Linked DNA regions of Mus musculus: regions 1 and 2 are each linked to region 3. Evidence: chromatin contacts called from public HiChIP or PLAC-seq data. All regions are on one chromosome and are shown on one strand. Each heading gives the region's core, a stretch centred on a gene start, on an enhancer-like site or on the middle of the called end of the contact. The rest is flanking DNA. Distances are from core to core; before and after follow the strand shown. Region 1 overlaps Sez6l (seizure related 6 homolog like). Region 2 overlaps Sez6l (seizure related 6 homolog like). Region 3 holds the start of Grk3 (G protein-coupled receptor kinase 3).

Evidence for each region. HiChIP or PLAC-seq counts read pairs in DNA pulled down with a chosen protein or histone mark.
Region 1: a contact with region 3 is called in an H3K4me3 HiChIP or PLAC-seq map of forebrain, with 4 times the contacts expected there. The contact joins the enhancer-like site here to the promoter of Grk3 in region 3. A contact is called at or near these places in 4 of 39 promoter capture datasets (the 3T3-L1 cell line, cranial neural crest and embryonic stem cells) and 6 of 115 datasets of contacts at active chromatin or transcription factors (embryonic basal ganglia, embryonic stem cells, forebrain and 1 more).
Region 2: a contact with region 3 is called in an H3K4me3 HiChIP or PLAC-seq map of forebrain, with 5 times the contacts expected there. The contact joins the enhancer-like site here to the promoter of Grk3 in region 3. A contact is called at or near these places in 3 of 39 promoter capture datasets (cranial neural crest, embryonic stem cells and hippocampal neurons), 1 of 15 datasets of contacts at CTCF or cohesin (the NIH/3T3 cell line) and 3 of 115 datasets of contacts at active chromatin or transcription factors (embryonic basal ganglia, embryonic stem cells and forebrain).

What each region holds. Positions count from the first base shown.
Region 1 is chr5:112,509,090-112,512,056 of GRCm38.p6, forward strand. The region is part of intron 1 of Sez6l (seizure related 6 homolog like); the gene reads right to left. Among named protein-coding and RNA genes, the nearest start is that of Gm42160, 34 kb to the left of the region's middle. Within about 2 kb of position 1,517, at least 16 of the 459 cell types and tissues checked have an H3K27ac peak or open chromatin away from gene starts, as enhancers often do. A contact at or near this core is called in forebrain, where this site is marked.
Region 2 is chr5:112,550,673-112,553,744 of GRCm38.p6, forward strand. The region is part of intron 1 of Sez6l (seizure related 6 homolog like); the gene reads right to left. Among named protein-coding and RNA genes, the nearest start is that of Sez6l, 25 kb to the right of the region's middle. Within about 2 kb of position 1,414, at least 60 of the 459 cell types and tissues checked have an H3K27ac peak or open chromatin away from gene starts, as enhancers often do. A contact at or near this core is called in embryonic stem cells, forebrain and hippocampal neurons, where this site is marked.
Region 3 is chr5:113,014,009-113,016,985 of GRCm38.p6, forward strand. Grk3 (G protein-coupled receptor kinase 3) reads right to left here and starts at 1,530. Exons shown (of 21, transcript NM_177078.4): 1 at 1,359-1,530. The coding sequence starts at 1,471.

The sequences.
Region 1 (2,967 bases), core at 267-2,766, 500 kb before region 3:
GTTTCTGGGATGAACTCCAAGAACCTAAAACGATGTCTAGTATGCAATAAGGGCCTAATCAATGCTGACTGCTCACAGCACTTATAGCATAACAGCAGAGTGTCAGGTGTTAGTCCAACTTTCCCAGTCAATACATCTTCATCCTGAATTAAGTCTACTGTCTTCTAGGCATGGGCAGGAGGGGCTACTTTCAAGTAACCACATTAGAGGTTCCTGACACCCCACAGTAAGGTAGATGCTGTTGCCATGTCTGTCCTGAGAAGCTTGGGGGGGATGTTGCAAAGTACCACCCCTGGGTCTGCACCCCTCATAGGGGTGACTCTCTACCACCTTCTTCCAGGTCTTCTTTGTGGGGTCATCTCAGTCTATCTGTCCTCCTGACACGAGGGAAGCCCCTGGGGTGGGATACCCCATGTAATGAGGGTGTATGTGGCATTTGCTCTGAGCTTTTGCAAAATGGAGATTAAAAATAGGAAAAGGGAGCAGGGCACATAAAGCAGAGGTGACCCATGGGCAGAAGTGGAGGGTCAGAAGGGCACCTTTGCTGTTTGATGCCACTGCAGGACCCACAGACAGCCTTTGCTTCCTAACTAGGGTGTGTGTGTGTGTGTGTGTGTGTGTGTGTGTGTGTGTGTGTGTGTGTGTGAAAAAAACACCCACAAACACCAGCAAACAATAAAGAGAGGCAAAAAGAGCAGCATCACCTCAAATGGCTCTAGTCCCTGGCTGGTTTGGGGAACCAGGGGTTTGAAGTTTCCAAGGACTGGGGAGGGAGAGGAAAACGTAAGATGGTATACTCAGGCACAGCCAGGATGCTCCCTGGCAGTGTGGAAGGTGTAGAGAGATTTCACCTCTCAGCTCTTCTACTGTTCTGTGCTCTGGAACTCGGAAGCCAACCACCAGCATGCGCTGCTCAGGTGTCTGTGGGAGAGGAGGAGGCAGCAGAGGGGCTGAAAGGGTCAGGGTCAAGGTCAGGGTGGGTCTGCTCGATAGTCCTGAATTAGTCCTTTAGGGGGTTCCAAGGTCAGTGGAAACAGCCAGGCTTCAGAGTCCTGGGGACTGGGTTTGGATTTAAATCTCATTCCTCACCAGCCTCAAGAAACCTTGCCATCTGCAAATGAAAAGGGAAAGCAGAACCAGTCTCATCCAAGCTCCTGTAAGGACTCAGAGAATCACTCCTAGGAAGCCTGACTCACGGTCACAGCCATGACCGTGCTGGGGTTGAGATGGCATCTCTGCAGTGACTTGTGCAGCCTCCTCTGCTTACACTGCACACTGCTGTGTCTCAGGAAGCAGAAACTAAGCCTTGATCTTACTGGGCATTGTAGAAGGGTGGGCGCCATGCCTGCTCATATTGGTGCTAACCAACAGTTTAGACACGATTGAAAGACAAGCAGAGTGGATGTTGTCAGAGAGCCATCTTTATAAACGCTTCTCCAACTCCCAGTGTCTTCCAGAGCCAACGCTTATTTTTAGCTCTTCCAAGGATCACTGTGTTTCCCATCCTGAGCTCTCAGCCCAACGGTGCTCACTCACGTCGAAGCATATGCAATACCAGCCTGGGGTTGAGAGACAGCTGTTGGTACAGTGCCTGTTATGTAAGCGTGAAGACCTCAATTTGTATTCCCAGCATCCACATAAAAGCCACCACAGTAGCATGTGTCTGCTCAGGGAAGGAAGAGACCATCGGGTACCCAGAGCTCACTGATCAACCTAGTTGATGAACTCCAGGTTCAGTGAGAGGCCCTGTCTCAAGATACATAGGGGGCCATCAAGATGACTGAGCTGGTAAAGGTGCTTCATCAAGCCTGAGTTTGATCATTAAAAACTCCACAGTAGAGGAGAAAGAAGAGAAATAACTCCTGCAAGCTGTCCTCTGATCGCTATACACAAGTGCCGTGATGCACATATGTCAGTTGTCCTAATAAGGCAACTTCTGGTCTCTACATTCACAGGCACGCATGTGTGCACACTCAAATACATATGAACTCATAACACATAATCACACACATACATATATACAAACACACACTTTTATACACATGTGTATGCACATGCACACACACATGAACTCAATACACAATCACATACATACACACATATGTATGCATACACACATAAACTCATAACATGCAATCACACACACACACATATATATACATATACTCACACATGTATACATACACATGCATGCAGAGAGAGAGAGAAACCTACAGAGAGATAGAGAGACAGACACAGACAGAGAGATAGAGAGAGACAGAAACAGAGAGATATATAAAGACAGACAGAAATAGAGAGCCCATCCCAGAATCTATGCCTTGTCTCATCAGAAGCAAGACCTTATCATCAGAGAACAAGGTACAGGCCACCCCCTTCTCCTCCTCCAGTCAGCTCCTGCTCCAGCCTCTGCATCTAGGAACTACTTTCCAGGATCTCAGACAGGGACATGACTCTCCCTCCTCCTGTCTGGAGATTTAGACCTATAGAAGACTAATGCTAAGTTCTTGGTCCCAGTAACAGTGAGATGTATGGCTCCATCCTATACAGTGGATCTTAAGTCCAAGCCAAGAGTGTTGGTTCCTCCCATAACATCTGTGCCATGATGACAGCAGTGGGATTATCCCACAGACAGGTCACTAGGCGACCCAGATGATTGCTTTTCTTCAATAGTGCGTGTATTGCATCTCAGCACTATGAGCACTGCTCAGTAAGGGCTGCTCAGTTTCTCCACATGCTGTGCCTTGAGTAGGTGGTGTCCTCAGGAGCAGTGCCTACCGTCAGGCTGTGGAGGGTAACCAGCAGCATTGGCAATAGCCTAAATGTCTGGGGGACCATCTATATAACAGACGTCTCTGGAGTAACCCATTCTAGGAACTGAAGGTTTTACTTCATGGCATGAGATGTTTAGTTGGGACATGGTCTCCCCTATTAGACAGCAATTCTAAATTTCTTTTATATAGGTATGCA
Region 2 (3,072 bases), core at 164-2,663, 460 kb before region 3:
CAAATTCCCATCATGCCCGCAGGAGGAGTCATGGGGGAAATCAAAGGTAAAGTTCTAGAACCCACTAGCAGGGTGGGGTCTGGCCACCTGTACATTTAAAAACGTCTGCAGCTCCTTGTAGAATCAAGAATGACTAAATTAAAAGACTTCAGTGGGAGGGCTTTCTATAAATCAGTTCCTCATTTACCTAGTATGCAAATCAGATGTGCCTGTCATGAATATTCATAGTCCCATCGCTGCGAGAAGTTGCTCTGACCCTGTAGTTCCTTCTTGTTATGATTTAAACGTTCCTTCAAAATTCAAACTCAAGGCCCAATGGGAGAGTACTGTGTGAAGTGGCGGGGTGGGGGGTGGGGGCTTGAGGGGTGATTGTAACCCTCCCTGGCCTTTTGGCTTCTTCAACAGTCAGAGCACTTGTCCCCTCCAGAGGACACAGCAGTAACATGACACCTTGGAAGGAGAAAGTCCTGTGGAAGCTCACAAGTTTGCCTCGCCAGTCCAGCGTGGGTGAGAAATTCATTTCTATGGTTTACAAACACCTCAGTCTCTGATACTTTGTTGCAGTGGTGGGTTCCTGCCTGCCAAATCTTGTATCTGTTTGTCTTGCCATCTCTTCCACCCACAAGCTTTAGAAGTTCGTGTCTACTCGAGGCCACCACAGGAATCCCCTGCTCAGTTGTTGTCCTTGGCCTCATCTTCCTGACACTGGACATGTACAGGATTCCCCCCCACCCCCCGCCCGAACACTTTCAGCTTTCTGTCCACTAGATTTTGGCTGCAGTCTTGAACAACTCTGCAGGCTGGTTTGATCATGAAGGATACCACCATTACCCACACTGAGCCCATTTCCCAGAAGAGAACAGTGAGGTGCACAGTGAACGGACCCACACGTGGTTCACTCCATCCTATCTCTAATACTGCACCTCGGAGGAGAGGCAGATTTATCTCTGCTCAGGATGTATCTGGGAGCCGGGAGCCAGGACCCAGCCAGTGACAGGAGCTACACCAGCCTGTCCCACTTTGCGGCAGCCCAGCTCTGAGCTGGGTCAAAGTGCTGTCATCCGATTGATCCCTTTCAGGAATCTACAGAGGGAGATGTAGCCATGGGTTGCCTGGGAATTCCATGCATACATACGAGGAAGAAACCCAGTGGTCTCATTTGCTCCATTCTCGGAACTGGCTCATTTTTAGATGGGGTCATAGCAGCTTCAAGGCTACCCCAAGGCTATGGTCACGTCTAAGTCACCAGGTCCACTGGAGACAGGAAACATCAAGGTGAAAATGCCTCCATTACTGAAGAAACCCTGTTCCATTTAGGAAAAAAATAAGTGTTTCTCTTTTATATTATGTAACTCCGGGAGGCAGTTGCTTAGCAACGGAGCCCAGTTGGCTGGGCCGGGAGTGGTTATTAACTCTTCCCACAGTCAGTTGACATTGGGTCTCCCTGGAAGGCCACCAACCACCCCATTTCCATAACAGAACACTCACGCCTTTCATTTGTCCCTATGCCAGCGCCAGCGAATGGTTCTGGTCACTTTGCCCCAGAACTGCAGATCTCTCTTTCTCGAGGGAGGAGGTACATGCAGCCCTCTGGAGAGAGTCTCCACCCGCTAGAGAACCATCAAGAACCCACTGGGCCGTGTTGATTGGAACAGAACAGCTGGCAAGCAGCCAAAGCCATGTGTACAGGTGATTGTGGGATAAACACCAGCGGAGACGAAAGAGCATTCACTATGTGTGGAGACCAAGGTTAAACAGTGAGGATTAACAGGGAACTGGGTAGCCTGTGCCCCTCCCCAGTGTCCCTCCCCCTGTTTCCGCCCACAGACCACCCACGTGACTCTCCCACGTAACCCGCCCACAACCCCACCCATGTGACCCTCCCATGGGCTCCTCCCACACCCCCATGGCCCCTCCCATGGAACCCTCCCATGTGCCCATTTACATTGGATGAATTGGAATGAAGGGATAGATGGCCCTGGGTGTGGTTGTGTGCACCTGTCAATCCGGCAGTCAGAAGGCCGAGGCAGGAGGATGGTGAAATTTGAGTTCAGCCTGGGTTACAGAGTGAGACCCTTTCTCAACAAAAGAAAACAAAACACGCAAGTGTAGAGGGGGGAAAAATCCAAAAACGGGATTCTGGTTGCTGCAGCGGCTTTGAGGGGAAAGCGGGTAGAGGTGCGTACCCACATGTCAGGCTATCTGTGGGCACCCTGATTCGTCACTCTGAGGCATGGTCTCACTAGGAAGCTCAGGCTGGCCTGGAGCTCACAGCCCTCCCCTTAAGCTTTAGTGTTGGAATGACGCCATGCAGCGCGCATGCGTGAGATGCGCATGCGTAGTTCAGCGCTGCATGGCTAAGGATTGACTTTCTCCACCCAGGCCTGAGAAGAGCTCCTCAGACTCTCGGGTCTCCCTCTCTATACTCAATGGCAGCCTGATCAGGCCAATGTTCCTGCAGTGACGAGAACATACTTTCACATATTGTATCCGTGAACAGGTCTGTTAACTTCGGCCTGCCTCCTCCCCATGTCTGCACAGCTTCACACAAGTTCAAGCCATGGCTTCCCCCACCCCCACCTCGTCGAGATGTAGAAGATGCTTCTCGTTTGCATCTCTCCACCAAGCAGTTGAAATGAATCTCCAAAACTGAGCTGAGACCCACTCTGTGTGGCGTCTGTCAGAGCTTCTTTCTTTGCTGGGCTTAGGTCGTTTCTTTTTTTGCAAGGCCCCGCGTGAGCCTGCTTCTCCCCGCTCAATTATGAATGCACTTGCCCTCACCTACAAGTTCCAGCCCTGCCGGCCTCAGCTCTCACACCACCAGCAGCATCAGCTCACAGTTTTCACAGGCCCTTTGCACTCATGGCTTCTGCTGCCCCTCCCTCATCCTGGAGATCAAAGTTTAGGGTCATCACCCCCAACCCCCAGCAGCCCCATCTCAGTACCCATTAGCATCTGGAAACACACACACACACACCATACACACATACAAATACATTATACATACACCACACACACATACACTACACACATACCACACATACATGCACATTACATAAACATTACACATAC
Region 3 (2,977 bases), core at 280-2,779:
TAAGATTCCCTGCCCCTCACAGGGTGGGGGCAGAGGGAAGGGAAGAGAGAATGGAATGAAGCTTTTTCATGTCCCCCTTCCCAATGGGGAAAGTTTTCTACTGAAGCTTGCTTGGTTGTGACTTGGGGAGCCCTGGGTCTGGTCCCTCCCACTTACTGAAGATTTCAATCAAGTCCTGTTTTCAGTGAGTCTCAGACAGGCTGAACTCCAGGAAGGCAAGCACTGTCCAGTCCACCCAAGTGTCCCCTTGTGCCTGCTCCACTCCGCAAGGAGCAACACACCCCCCAAAAAAAACAGCGAAGGGCCAAGGCTTGCAAGGGAAGGCAAGCCAAAAATACCCAGCCAGCGCAGCTGTGTGTACAGTGTGACTCTTCCTAGCAAACACGGCACGGGGATTTGATGTTTCCTGGATCACGGGGCTCACAAACACGATCGGGAAAAAAAATAATAATCTGACCATTGTTCGGTATTGAAAGGTTCTCTGAGGGCTATGCATACTGCTAAGGAGACAGACGGTTTACCTGGCGTGTGTGAAGCCCTGGGTCCCATCTCCAGGACCTCAAAAAATTAGACGAGTAAATGTGTATATTTTCTCTCACATGAAGGTAGGTAACACTGCCGCCACATGGGCGTGTCACGCTTGACCATTTGAAAGGGGATGCAGCTTTGGTTTAGAGCCTTACAGAATTGCATGGTTCAGGGGTGGCTGTAAAGTCCGAGCCAATTTTTTCATCAACTCAAGGAAGCCACACCAGCTAAGCAACTGGCAGTGGGGTCAATTAAGAAGTGACACACAGCCCCACTCTGGAACACCGCCTAGAACTCCCCGGGACAAGTACAGCTCTAAGAGGCCATCACACCTCAGAAAAATCAATAATAAATCAGTCGTGATATTAAGAGCAACTTGGCAGCGAGCGGCCAGCCGGAGCCGGTGCAGCGGGAACCTCCAGTCTTGCAAGACCAGGCTAGGCTCAAGTGGCTCTCCTGTCATCCTTCCCAGAAAGGGCAGGCCGCCAGGGGTCCAAGTTGAGGAAAGTGGCTCAGGTAATGGCGCTGGTGACAGAACTGAGAACTCAAGGTCTACTTACTACTGCAAGGGGCCAGAGGACAGGGGCAGGGGGGCTGAGAGACAGACAGCCCTGCAACCAGCCTGGGACAGCGGGACGGAGGGGACTGGCGGGCGGACCAGAAAAGGAGGGAGAGGACCAGAGGGGACAAGAGGGGACTGGAGGGAACTGGCGGGGGAGGGGGGGGAGGGGGAAGGTGAGGGAGAGGACCAGGAGGGATCCGGAAGGGACCTGAGAGGGAGGGAAAGAACCGAAGGAGACTGGATAGGGCGGAGAGGGCCAGAGCAGTACCTGGGCTCCGGCAGGACGACCTTCTTGCTGGCGCGCGCGGCCGGCGCCGTCTTGCTCTTCTCCATGGCCATCAGGTAGCTGACGTCGGCCAGCACGGCCTCCAGGTCCGCCATGGCGGCTCCGCAGCTCCCGCCGCCCCGACGGGGCCACGGCGCGCCCGACGCGCGACCCCGACGCGGACCCCGACGCACCGCCCCTTCCGCGGCTCCGCGCCCCAGCCCGGCGCGCCCCCAACCGTCCGCGGCCACGCGCTCCTGACCCAGCCTCTCAGGCACCAGGGACTTCCTCTCCCTCCTCCTCTCCCTCTCCCTCCTCCTCTCTTCTCTCTCCTCTCCTCCTTTTCCTCTCTTTCTCACCCTTAGCTCTCTAAGCACAGTCCAGATGCCCAGTACTGAGTGGACACTCCAGGAGGTCTCCAATAGCACACTGTCCTGGAGAGGACGCTTCAAGAGGTATCCTGGAGTAGTCCCACCTGCTCTTTCGAATGATTGCCAAATAGAGGTCAGAGCTACAGCAGGGGGTGTCTCCAGCCATTAGCCCCACCCTAGACCTCCCTCTGAGAACCAAGCCAAGAGACACCAGCATAGAAGAGAAAGTTGCTTGGCTCCCGCCATGCAGGGTGAAGTGGGGTGAGAGTCCTGCCCTGGAGCAGCGCTGTCCCAGGGGACCCAGTTGATGGAAGCACTCTAGGTTCAAGGTCATAACTGGCTTGCATTCAGGTGAAAGGCCTCAGGGTGTGTGTCCAGTTGGGGGGCGGGGGGGTTAAGGTATCCTAGCTTCTGCAGGCTCTCTACCAACTCAAGAACCACAAGAGGAAGTGCCCCTATGAGAGTGCAGAGCCTCCTGGGTTTTCAGGGAAGTGGAAGGGCTGAGACTTGATTCTGGGCAGTAGGGAATTCCCAACCCTGCCTAGGTCACTATTTCATTTCTCTGCAGCTGGGCACAGGGGTCCACATTCAAAATCCATGTGGTACCTGTTAAGGGATCAGGAAATCTGCAGACATCATAAGCTTGCAGGGCCTTTATCCAAATTGCCATACATCACTGTGAACCCGGGATTGGCCAGGGTTAGAGTGAACTGTTGGGGGTTTACAGTCACGTTTTTTGATTAGTTCTCCTGCTTTTGTTTTCTGTCTATTCTGTTTCCCAAAGGACTAGTTTTACCAGAAGTTTCTCAATCCCCAAGGCACAGTATTTAGAGGGACTAGAAAAGGTATAGGTGGGAAGGGGTGGGAACATCCTGAAGGAGTTGGGTCTGCCACAGACAGCCCACATCACCGCTATAGTGCCCACTGTATAATGGGGCAGAGACAGGGAGAGCCAAGCCTTCAGTTGAATTTGCCAGTTCCATTCACTTTTTCACCCAAATATGGGAGCATAGATGCCTTGTCTACCCAGTGAGGAGAGAGGGGTAAGTTCCCCCCAAAACACATTGCTCCTTCATGTCTGAATATTGTTTCTTCCAAAATGTTGTTGTTGTTTTTTTTAATCATCTGGGATCCTCAGATGATCAGATAACAAATAACCCTCCCACCTTCCCCATTTTTGATTGATTGATTGATTGATTGATTGATTGATTTTGGTCCTTTTTGACCTAGTAAGATTTTTTTTGTCTTGTC